2 separate regions of the Callithrix jacchus genome follow, and region 2 is linked to region 1. Evidence: chromatin contacts called from public Hi-C data. All regions are on one chromosome and are shown on one strand. Each heading gives the region's core, a stretch centred on a gene start, on an enhancer-like site or on the middle of the called end of the contact. The rest is flanking DNA. Distances are from core to core; before and after follow the strand shown.

Region 1 (5,902 bases), core at 1,177-3,676:
TCTGGCCAGGTGCGGTAGCTTACACCTATAATTTTAGCACTTTGGGAGGCCGAGGTCAGATGTTTGAGACCAGCCTGGGCAACGTGATAAAACCCCATCTCTACTTAAAATATAAAAATTAGCCAGTCATGGTGATGTGTACCTGTAGTCCCAGGTATTTGGGAGACAGAGGCAGGAGAATCGCTTGAACCTGGAAGGCGGAGGTTGCAGTGAGCAGAGGTCACACCATTGCACTGGTGTGACAGGCTGGGTGACAGAGCGAGACTCCATCTAAAAACAAAAAGCAAACAAAAAAAGAAAACCAGCTTGTCTTCCCTTTATCACAGACTCCCACTACCCTCTCTAGAGACTAGTGGATATCCTTCCAGAGATACTCTGTGCATTCTGTAAACACATTATGCATATGTCTTTTGGAAACCAACAGGAAAATCATCATGCACGCTGTCCTGCTTCTTGCTCTTGTTACTTACCAATTTTGGAAATTGTTATGATAGGCTCATATTGATCTGCTGTCTTCTTTTGAAAGACTCTACAGTGTAGTAATCCATAGTTCAATACTTAGTTTAACTAGAATCTTAGTAAATATTTCATTTATTTCATAAATCTTCTCTTTGGTTCCCTGCAGCTCTAAATTTCTATGGCTGTGACATCTAAGTTAAAAAGAGTCTGAGAAAGAAAAAAAAAATAGTTGTTACAAATCACATCTGTTGCTTATCTTGGGGGATAAAGGCCCATTTGTTCTTGGTCCCTGACCACTGACATGTATGGTGCAAAGCGAGGGCTGAAACACGGGTCCTATGTCAGCAGGGGCAGGGGGCGAAGGAAGCACATTTATTCACCAAGGGGACAGGCCTCTTGCATTGTCAATTTTACCCGTGTGAGAACTGCTGTTCCTGTTGATCACTAATAAAAGATTAAATCAGATTGGAGACAAAAATGACAGTGCCTTTTTTTTTTTTTTGAGACAGAGTCTTGCTCTGTCACCAAGCTGGAGTGCATGCAGTGGTGTGATCTCTGCTCACTGCAACCTCTGGCTCCTTGGTTCGAGTAGCTGGGATTACAGGCACACGCCACCATGCCCAGCTAATTTTTGTATTTTTAGTAGAGACGGGGCTTCACCATGTTGGCCAGGGTGGTCTTGATCTCCCGACTTCGTGGTCTACCCACCTTGGCCTCCCAAAGTGCTGGGATTAGAGGGGTGAGCCACCGTACCTGGTCTGCACTGCCTTTTAAAGCAGTATATACATGTAAGAGGTTTTTCATGTTAAAGTTAAAAAAAATCATCTGGGTTTACAGATGAACCCCTTAGAGAGAGGTTTAGGTATATTGTGTGGGAGCTGGAAGTAAGGGAGTTGCAGAATTGGGGAGGTAGAAGGTTTGAGTGATTTTTCCCTCTCTGTATAATGATTTGAAGTGAGGAGACCAGTATACTTTTTGGCGGCTGGACTGGGGCACAAATGGAAAGGCAATCATAGAGCATCCAGGGGCTCCCAGAATTTGGGAACAACTTGGCATGGGTCATGCTGGCTCACTCTGAGGCAGATGCAGCACATACCTTAGGGTGCCAGCAAAGTCAGGGCACTGCAAATTTATTTTGGAAATAATTTTATGCTTAATATTTACCAAAAAGCTTCAAAATAGCCATCATGGGAAAAGCCTGAACTTTGTTGGATTTCCTTCTCTTATGGCTTAGGATTAGATTTATTGAAAAGTGCATACATGGGGAGCATTAAGTCTCAGGACTAAGGATCTAAAAGCTGTAACCGGGCCGGAGCAAGGCCTTCGGAAACCAGTGAGCTGTGTCCATCAGTGGGTTGGGTGGTTCTCCATTCCCAACTGCGCAGGGAAGAATGAGCCATTTGCATTTCCGCGGCAGGAATAGTCATTTTGCCACCCTCAGATTTGATTTCCTCAGAGGAACAGGCTGGGTGCACCTGTTGCTGGTCTGCAGTGTCTCCAGAGAGACTGTGGATTTTCACTGTGACTCATGAGAATTATTTATGGTCACCAAGCTGGTGGACACCAGCAGACTAGTGACGCAGGCTCAGAGAGTGTTTCCCCTCTGTCCATCAAAGGTTTTTCTGGAATGCCTTCAATATATTGGTTTTCAGCATCTGTACAAGAAAGAGGAAGGAAGAACTGACTGTCTGGCACATTCCGTACTGTTCTCCCTAACTCATTCATTCCTAAAAGGCTTTCAATTCAGGAGTTCACTTTGTTGGATGGAAAGTGCATCAGTGTCAGTACTGGCATCTTATCATTACTCTCCACTTCGTGTGTGAAGAGAGACAGTTGTTATCAGCCTTCCCTCTCCACACCCCCTGTAATGAATCTAATTTCTGCTGCGGTATTTGGTATTTGAGGTCATTAGCTCAGTGGAACAGAGCGCTGTGCTAATGAGTACAAGGTCACAGCTTTGCATGGAGGAGACACTCTCTTTCCTGTGCCAGACACCTGCAGGCCCAGCCAACTGCTTTGCCAGCGTTTCCATGAGGCATGGGGAAGCCAGGTGAGGAGGATGCAGGTGGCTTAGAACTCAGCCCATCTCTGTCTTTCTCTGGGCACAACACACTGCTCTGAGGTTCCACTGACTGTGTGTCTGTCATTCTACCTTAGGACAATGACAGCTTCAGTGTAAATAATAACATTCAAGCCTCAGAGGTTATTTTTTAAAAAACTTCACCCGCAGAAAAAAGCTTGGTGTGGATGGTTTATTTTTGTTCATGAATTCACCAAGAAGCTAATGGGTTTTAGGGACTCTGTGGGCAGTAAGGAGTCTGCAAAGGTATATAAGACACAGCTCCCACTTGTCTTAGTTTCCCAGGGCTGCCGTAACAAAGCACCACACACTGGGTGGATTACAAGCACAGAAATTTATTTTCTCTAACTTCTGGAAACGAGAAGTCCTAAATCAAGGTGTTGGCAGGGCCATGTTCCCTCTGAAACATGTTGGGGAATGTTTTCTTGTCATTTCTACCTTCTGTTGGCCCCAGGCATTCCTTGGCTTATGTCAGCTCAGCTCCACTCTGCTCTGCCTTTACAGGGCCCTCGTCCTCTCTCTGTCTTCTCCTCTTCTTATAAGGACAGTCACTGGATTAGGGCCCACCCTAGTGACCTCATCTTAACTTGATTACTCTGCAAAGGCCATATTTCCAAATCAGGTCACATTCACCAGTACTGAAGGTTATGACTTTATCATATATTTTTGGGGACACAATTGAACCCACAAAACCATTTGTGTTCAAGATGCTTCTAATTCAGTGGGGGAGACTGATGGAAAAGATGGTGGAATCTGTGCTACAGGGGGCTCAAGCAGCACTGTGTTGAAGGGTCTAAGAAAGGACACATTACTCTCTCTCTCTCTCTCTCTCTCTCTCTCTCTCTCTCTCTCTCTCTCTCTCTCTCTCTCTCCCTCTCCCCACTCCACTCCACTCCACTCCACACTAAACACAGATCCATCATAGCATGTAGAATTGGTCCATTCTAAAGGCTCTGTGGATGAGTTTGCCGTGGCACATGGCTGTGAAGGATGAGTTGTAGAGAAGTGAGATGTGCAGGGCATTTCAAGCTGAACATGAGCAATGTCATGAATGCACTTTGGGTCTGGCCTGGGAAGGAAGATGCTTCTAGTAAAAATGTAAGGGAAGAATTGGAGGCTGGAGACTTGAGGCTGGCTGAGAGATTCCTCAGTGGGCCGGGGCAGCTCAGGAGGCCTGAACTTGGAAGTGGTGGTAGGATGAGAAGTCATGGAAAATCCTGAGGAGTAAGGGATGGAGGAATGAAGTTGGTGGGAGGTGGCAATGGATGGGTAGGTGGGAGAAGGTCAGAGGTGACCCTCCGACTTCTGAAAGGGCTGATTGGGAGAATGGTGAAGACTTTAGGCAAGATAGGGGATTTAGGGGGAGAGTAAAGTTGAAAGGAAGATGATAAGTTTGCTTGTAAAGATGTTAAATCTGAGATAATTAAAGCTCCAGTGTAGGTGCCCAGCACCAAGTGAGAAACTCGAGATTAGTGTTCTGGAGGAGAGGCCAGGGCTGGAGGTGAGAATGTCAGTGTGATGGTTGGAACCATGGTGGTGGCTGAGGTGACCTGGAGATAAGGTGGACAGAAGAGAAGCAGGGCAAGGCCCAGGTCTGAAGAATGCCCCGAGGCATGGACAAGAGATGGTGCAGGCCAGAAGGTCAGGGAGAAGAGAGTCAAGAGGAGACAGTCACCCAGCAGGGCTGGGTCCTGCCTTGAGCTAGCTGAAAAGAATGGAAAATGAGGAGGCTGTCAGATCTGACAGCTCATGTTCTGTCTGAGAGGCTGGTCTCAAGGAAACTCTCTCAGCAAAGTGACTGGGGCAGAATTCAAATTGCAAAAGGTTAAGGAGAGGTGGAATAAGGCAGTCAGGGTGGATTGTCGCCCTTGAGAAGTTTGGCAAGGAGATGTGAGAAGGCATGGAGATCTGAAGAAGCAGGGTAAAGAGAAGGAATTTTTAGTTAAGGAGGAACATGGAAAGAGAGGATAGTACATGATAAGGTGAGTTCTAGGATATATGGCAGGCAGTAGCATCCATAACAGGGAGAGAAGTTTGACTGAGACTCAGGAGAAGCTGGGGAGCATGTAGAAGGTTGCAGTGTGTAAGAAGTCCAGCTCGTGTGGAAATGTTTAGTCCGTGAGGGTCACTCTTCCAGCTGCCTGAGTGCTGAGGGATGGACTGTTGGCCTGTGGACACAGATTTTGTGATTACCGATCTCTGCTGTACCCTACCAATATGAAGATGAGAGGCTCATGCCTCAGCCCCAAGAGCTTTCCATAACTTTTTATGGCCATTTCCAGAACTAAGGGGCACTCCGGTGTTCCAGATAGGCTTTCTCTAGCCCCAAGTACTAAAGCCAGGTAAAATGTCTCATCTAGGAAAAAATAGTAGAAGCCTGAGCTGGAAATAGCAATTATTTTCCCTTCATCACCATCCAGGGGAACAACTATGCTTTCCCCTCGCCCCTGCCTCTCTCTAGATCTGAATTTTTGGATCTGGATGTGGACAATGGGAAAAGTGAGGATGGGAAAAGTGAGGATGTGTGACTTCAACCCATGCCACGCTTATTGGGTGCCAAAGATTTCACCCAGGTCTTCCCCATGTAAATATTAACAGACACAAGAAGAACAGGTTTCCTGCCTTCATGGGACTTATATGGGACTAACAGCCTGTCCTATGCTAGTGGGCAAGACAAGAGTTCCGTGGGAAATGCATATGTATGAGTTGTGTGGTTGAGGAAGGAGAGGCAAAGTCAGTGTTGGTTAGAGTGGCTGAGGAGGGTTCAGGGAGGACATGAGTGAGCCTTGAATGGTGAGTGGATTGGATAGATGGGTAAGACATGGAATAGCGTCTTGGGTGGATGGCCAATATGCTAGAAGCAATGTGGCGCGTCCATGAGACAGTAAGACCAGCAGACACAGGGGACTGTATCTGGGCGTGAACTGTGATCAGGTACGACAAACCTGAAATGTGGAGGGTTTTAAATATCAGGTCGAGTAGTGTGGGCTTTTTCCAGAGAGTGGCTGAGAGCTACCAGAAGTTAAGGAGGAGTCACAGGAGGAGATCGGCATTTTGGAAAGAGGCGTGCCTCGCCCTTCTCCTTCAGTTTGGCTATAAAGAGCCGACTGCCTCTGTAAGACGCACTGGCCCTGTTCCCTGCCCCTGTGAGACACGTATGAGAAGGCAGTTCTTTCTCCCTGTTTTTCACAAGTCAGGAAACTTTCTCCCAGCAGCTGGAATGTATTCCTTCAAACTATACAGCAGGAAGGTTATTGTAAAGTTTGAGAAGGAAAACCTGTTTTTCAGTTTTTCTCTTTTTCTCTTCCTCTTGCCTTTGGTCTCGTCTCCTTAGCCTCTAAGGATCTTGGTAACATTCCCTGT
Region 2 (6,066 bases), core at 2,786-5,285, 41 kb before region 1:
TCCCTGCTTCCTCCAGCTGATCTAAACAATATCCACAGACAGTTTCAATGCTGATTATACAGAGTATAAATCACCTTTAGACTTGGATCTTCTCTCTCTCTCATACCCTGTTTTGAGGTGAGCCTTCTAGAGGAAAATTACAGAAGAGAAACATATTTGTCCATCACAAAATCACTTTTATAAAATATTAACTCTAGTTATGCTGCTTGAGCACTGGAATGTTGTGTGTCTCTCCAGGAAAAGGTTCAGACCCATCTGCAGGACCTACAAGGCCTTCACTATCAGGTTCCTACTTACTTCATCTCCTGTTACTACCTGCCACAAGCAGGGCACACCTGTCTGCTTCCCTGAATAGCTGGGGTTTTCCTACCTGTACACTGTATACTCTTAGCACCCAGTACCTTTTCCTTTCCTCTTTGCTGCTAGAAGAACTCCTATTGGAAAGCCTAGACTCGGCTCAAAGGATTCTGCAGGTTGATGCGTTTCCAAGCTCCCCAGGCAAAGGCATGATCCTTCTTCGGTGCCACTCTCAACCTTAGATCTACTGCATGGCTGATCACACTGTCCTGGGTGCACTTGCTGTTCTCTTCTTTCCTCATAAGCCTTAATTTTGAAAGGAGAAAGGGTCCATTTTGGTCATCTTCATTGAATTCTTATATCATTTTCTTCCTTCTCACAAAGATTATGAAATGACTTGGCTATAGTTGGAAGCCACAGGACATTTTACTCAATGTATATGTTAACCACTGTCTTACCCTTTGGGACAGGAGAGAGCGGCCGAGGGAAGGAGGAAGCCGGCAATTCTGATTGGAATTTTACCTTCTAAGCCCCCTCTTTGGGCTTTTCTTTTCAGATGAAACCTGGAGCATGGGGTTATTTTAGACTTGCCTTTCCAGAAAAATTTAAAGGTTTTCCCTCAGACAAGCTCACATCTGGCATCTCCATGATGCCCCTGGGAATACACATTTTCATTTGGTCATGTTTGAGAGTATGAAGGCAAGAGATTTATTTAGAAACAAGGAGGTAATAAGGGCAGGAAACTAGCAGTGTTTGCATACAGCGTACCAGCATTCTCCCTTTTTATGTAAACATTAACCCAATACAAAACCCATATTTTGTTTGACAAAGTCTTTTATTACCACTGCTCCGAAAGAATTGCTGTAATGGAAAGGAGACAGGCATTGGTCGCCTGTGAGAATTGCAGTCTGGTAATTTACACGAAGTAACAGTCAGCTGAGAGGCAGAGGCTGCTTTCCTATAACTTCACCCAGGATGCCAGGAAATGATGCTGGAAGTTTGTAGGTTATTTAAGATAGTCACTGAGATGGTAACAGACCCTATTTAATATATTTGGGGGCTGGGCATGGTGGCTCATGCCTGTAATCCCAGCACTTTAGGAGGCTGAGGCAGGTGGATCACTTGAGCCCAGGAATTTGAGACCAGTCTAGGCAACATGGCAAAACCCTGTCTCTATGAAAGAAACAACAACAAAAAAATTAGCTTGGTGTGGTGGCACGTACCTATAGTCCCAGCTACTTGGGAGGCTGAGAGGTGGAAGGATGGCTTGAGCCTTGGAGGTCAAGATTAAAGTGAGCTGTGATTGTGCCACTGCACTTTCAGCCTGGGCAAGAGAATGAGACCTTGTCTCAAATAAATAAATAAATAAACAAATAACAAAACCACAAATACACATATATATTTTTTCAGGGTCTTGTCTGGGAAGGGGAGAGTGAGAATACAATATGCAAAAAGTTCAAGTTCAGTGTGTCATTAATGCTAAACTTATTTCCTATTTAACATACCACAGAGGAGGGACTTAGGTCAATGTTTCCAAGCCCATGTATTTCTGTTTGCATGTGAATCAGGACCCACCAAAGCAAGCAGTGAGAAGGTATGAAGCACCAATTAGTCAAAGATCCCTAACTCCATGAAATCCTTGACTTTCTAGACTTTCCAAAAGAATCAGGACTAGGGTGAGATGAGTGAAGCACTTGGCTCAGGTATAAAATTTAAGGGGTGCCAATAAACTCAGTAATATAAATATCTTAGTGCAATATAAATATCTTAGTCCAATAATTAATATTATTTAAATAGTTTTAAGATACTGTGTCTATTCTGGAATCTCACACTTATTTTGTTAAAATTGTATTCAAATCTTTATCTTGATTATGTTCGTTGTACCCTTTACATTTGGCCTCTGAAAAGTATCCCATTCATCTCACTTTGGTGCTGGCTCTTGCTTCCCAAATGCATTTTCAGAAGATGAAGCCCTATTTGCCACTGCCTTCCATCACATGCCCTGGGAGGGGGGAAAGGGGCTTCATGAGAATTGCAGGATGGAAGAAAGAAGCAAAAGGGAAAAAAGTAACAATCAAAGAAACAAAAATTAAACAGCAATGAGAAGCCCCTTCTTGTGCTTTGTCAAACAGACATATTTTAAGACATCATACCTCCAGCTGGGGGAGTGGCAGGGTAAGACAACCACTGAAGTCCTGGCTCTTTACATGGGAGCTACCTAGACCGTACGGAGGACCGAATCAACACCATCTCTATCCAGCTGCCCCATTCAACAGGGCAGGCTGTGAGAAATTACTGTATTAGGAAGCTCCAGAGCAATTGTCTGTCCTTAGGAGATGGCCGTGGGGCTTTTCTGATCATTTTGGGGGCCTGTTTGCTGTACTTGATATCCTGTTTTTCTAGGGGACTGCCTCCTTCCTTGCCTTTAAGCCTTTTTAAGCTTTTAAGCCGCAGGCAATGATAACCTTTATCCACTGAGGAAAAAGTGATTGGGAGGCGGGTTTTAAATTTTGGTTTACACAAACCAGACCCGCCAGATGAACACTCAGCTTACCACAATACCTACAAATTCCCAGACTTGACTTGGCAGACGGGCGAGGGCGGAGGTTTTCTTTCCCCACTTGCATAAGTCCCAGCTCCCGGCTGCAGAACCGACCTCTTCCCCGCGCCGTCTTCGCGGGGACCGCAGCTGGGCCACGCCCCGGGGCCCCGCGCTCCCGGCCCTGCCCTCCCTGGTTCCCAGTCCCCGGCGCGGGGCAGTCCCTCGCCGACCGCCGGCCCCGTCCCGGCTCCCCGCCGAGGAAATTCTTCCCCAGCAGCCCAGGGCTCGCCTCACGTGACCAGCCGCGGCGGCGGCTTCCAGCGAGAGTTTAAAGGTTACGGAGGAAATTAGCATGGACGCAGCCGCTGGCCCCCCGGAGGGCGCGCCCCATTTCCCCGCAGTCCGGACGGCAGCTGGCAGCACGCTGATCGGAGCCGAAGTCCCACAAAGGGGCACCGATAAGGTCCAACGTAAATAGGAACAGTCACTTTGCAAAAAATAAACAGACCACAAACCAAGCCGGGGCTCTACCGAGCTTTCACTTGTCAACAAGTTCTCACAGCCTCCGAAGTCCAGGACAGATCCCAAAGGGGAGAATGCCCCGCCAAAGAAAGGCAAGAGAAAAGAATCGAGTTTAAAACCTCACCCGAGCCAGGCTCGTCCCTCCCTCCCCCCTTCCCCCACCGCCGCGTATCACAGCGTCCCGGGACTGAGTGACAGACCGGCCAGAACTCCGCAGGCAGCTTCTGCCCGCAGCCACCCGAGTTGGGGTGGGCAGGGGGAGGGTCCCGGGGCCTTTGGGGCAACTCGGCCCCTTCCACTCCCCCATCCCAAGCTCTAAAAGACTGAGTTGGCCGCAGGGTTCCCGATAGATGCGCAGCCCGGGGCCTCCCGGTCGGGACCAAAGGAGTCCCATCCACGGCCCGCGCCACGGGCACCCAGCCCAGCGCCGCCGCTCCCCTGGGTCCCGCGCGGGATCCCCGCCCGGCTACCCCGCCCGCCGCCGCGACCCGGGCAGCCTCGCCCGCTCTCCGCCGTTCTCTCCTTGGCTCACTTTTTCCGTATTGCTCCCCCAACCGGCAAAACTTTCTATTTCCCCAAACACTGCCGTGCGCGCGCGCGCGTGCACACATACACACTCACACACACACTCACACACACTGACGTCTTTTGCGCATTTCCTGCATTAGAGGGAGGGAGACTCGCTCGCACACCGACGGAGGGAGAGGAGACCGCGGGGGAGCGCGGGCTGGCGGGCGGCGAGCGAGCGGCAGCCGAGAGCGGGGACGCGGGGAGCGCGGCGGGCGGGCGCCGGCGCCCAGGAGGTGGGGCCGAGCCGAGTCGCAGTCCCGGCCCCGCCGCCGCGCTGCGCACCGCCCGGTGCCGGCCTGCGCCCCGAGCCGGATCGGCGGCCGCCCGGACTCCCGAGCCCGCGCGGATGTGAGATTCTGGGCTCCTGGCGCCTCCCGATCGCCGGCTTCGGCGCGGCGCTGCTTCGCCCAGGAGGAGGCGGCCCCGGCTGGCCGTAGGGCTTGTGGATTTTTAAAAATTTGGCTCCGAGGAGGACCATTTCCTCTCGACATGCATCCCTCCGGATAGACTGAACATCCCTCGGTCCACCCCCCGCCCCGTGCGGTCAGAGGCAGGCGCTGGGTGTGCGAAGAGGATCCGGGTTGAAATCTGCGCCCCCGGTTCTCGTCCCCGCCCCGTCCCACCGCCCCATCCCCCTCCCGGAGTCGAAATTTCCCGGGATTATGTTTCGGAAAGGTAGGTGAGCGCCGGGCGCGGCGCCCGCTTTCCCGCAGCCCGGAGCCGGAGAGCCAGCGAGGCGGCGAGGCAGCCCCCGCGGCTTGCAGCGGAGCCGACAGCTCGTCTTCTCTTCTGGAGGTGCAGCTGGTGGTCGGGGGGAGAGACTTGCTCCAAGCACGGACGTCCCCCAGCTCTCCCCCCTCCCTGTTTTCCGTTAGGAATCCGGCGAGGAAATACATGCACTGGCTGAGAATCGCCCGCGCCAGGGCGCAACGCCACAAGGTGTAGGGAGTGTGTGGGGTGGGGCGAAAGGGGACCCAAGAGTCCCCGTAGCTTGGAGCGCCGGGCCGTCGGTTCTTCATTCCTGCCCTCAGGGCAGACGGAGTGACCCCGGCCCCCACTCCCCGCCCCGACCATGGTAGTGTTCAATGGCCTTCTTAAGATCAAAATCTGCGAGGCCGTGAGCTTGAAGCCCACAGCCTGGTCGCTGCGCCATGCGGTGGGACCCCGGCCACAGACTTTTCTTCTCGACCCCTACATTGCCCTCAATGTGGACGACTCGCGCATCGGCCAAACGGCCACCAAGCAGAAGACCAACAGCCCGGCCTGGCACGACGAGTTCGTCACTGATGTGTGCAACGGGCGCAAGATCGAGCTGGCTGTCTTTCACGATGCCCCCATCGGCTACGACGACTTCGTGGCCAACTGCACCATCCAGTTTGAGGAGCTGCTGCAGAACGGGAGCCGCCACTTCGAGGACTGGGTGAGTCTGGGGCCTCCCCGTCGGTCCGGGAACCCGGTTGTGGGGTCCCGGGGAAAGATTCACTGGCCTTGATCGTAGGGCTCCGGGACTCAGTGACGACTGGGGGGTGTGTATGCCTGCAGGTCTCAGTTTCCTTGGGGAGGTACACTTCACTTCGTAGTTGGGGAGAAACAGGCATTGACGAGGAAGATGAGACTTGGAAAGAGGATGTGGCCCTCTGCCCCCTCTGTGCCCTCCAGATGGTGGTGCTGCGGGAGGTTTCCAAACTGGGAGAGCCTGGGCTGCTGGTGCTGAAGGTTGGCCGAGGACCCGGCTTTCTTCCGCAGGCGCGTGGTGGGCTGGCTGTGTGTGATTGTGTGTGGGTGGGTCCCTCCGTCCTTGGAAAGGCACGTGGAGCCTTTGACTGAAGGCTTGTTGCACGTCCTGGCTTTGTCCTGCTTAGCCGAGTGAGGAGTTGCTTTATTTTTTCCTCCCGGAGGAAGCCGGTGTGTTTGTATTCTTCTGCATGGCGGTTAGCTCATCTTCTGACATACAAGTAGAAAAAAAGTGTCCTCCTCCAGGATGTCCCCTCTATGGTTCCAGAAACATAAGCCGAGCTTGTTTTGTCCAATTCATTGCCCCATCCATGCAGAATGAATGTTGCATTTGAAGAAAGGTTCTGCTTGTGGGTAATTGCAAGACAGTGCTTTGAATTTTATTTAAAGTTATATTATTT

What was found. A called contact is a pair of places that touch in the nucleus more often than the background predicts.
Region 2: a contact with region 1 is called in a Hi-C map of skeletal muscle, with 2.2 times the contacts expected there. The contact joins the promoter of PRKCE here to the enhancer-like site in region 1. A contact is called at or near these places in 2 of 3 Hi-C or Micro-C datasets (induced pluripotent stem cells and skeletal muscle).

What each region holds. Positions count from the first base shown.
Region 1 is chr14:69,082,010-69,087,911 of calJac240_pri, reverse strand. The region is part of intron 1 of PRKCE (protein kinase C epsilon); the gene reads left to right. Among named protein-coding and RNA genes, the nearest start is that of PRKCE, 42 kb to the left of the region's middle. Within about 2 kb of position 2,426, at least 2 of the 16 cell types and tissues checked have an H3K27ac peak or open chromatin away from gene starts, as enhancers often do. A contact at or near this core is called in skeletal muscle, where this site is marked.
Region 2 is chr14:69,124,636-69,130,701 of calJac240_pri, reverse strand. It overlaps PRKCE (protein kinase C epsilon), which reads left to right and starts at 4,035. Exons shown (of 16, transcript XM_078349415.1): 1 at 4,035-5,351. The coding sequence starts at 5,004.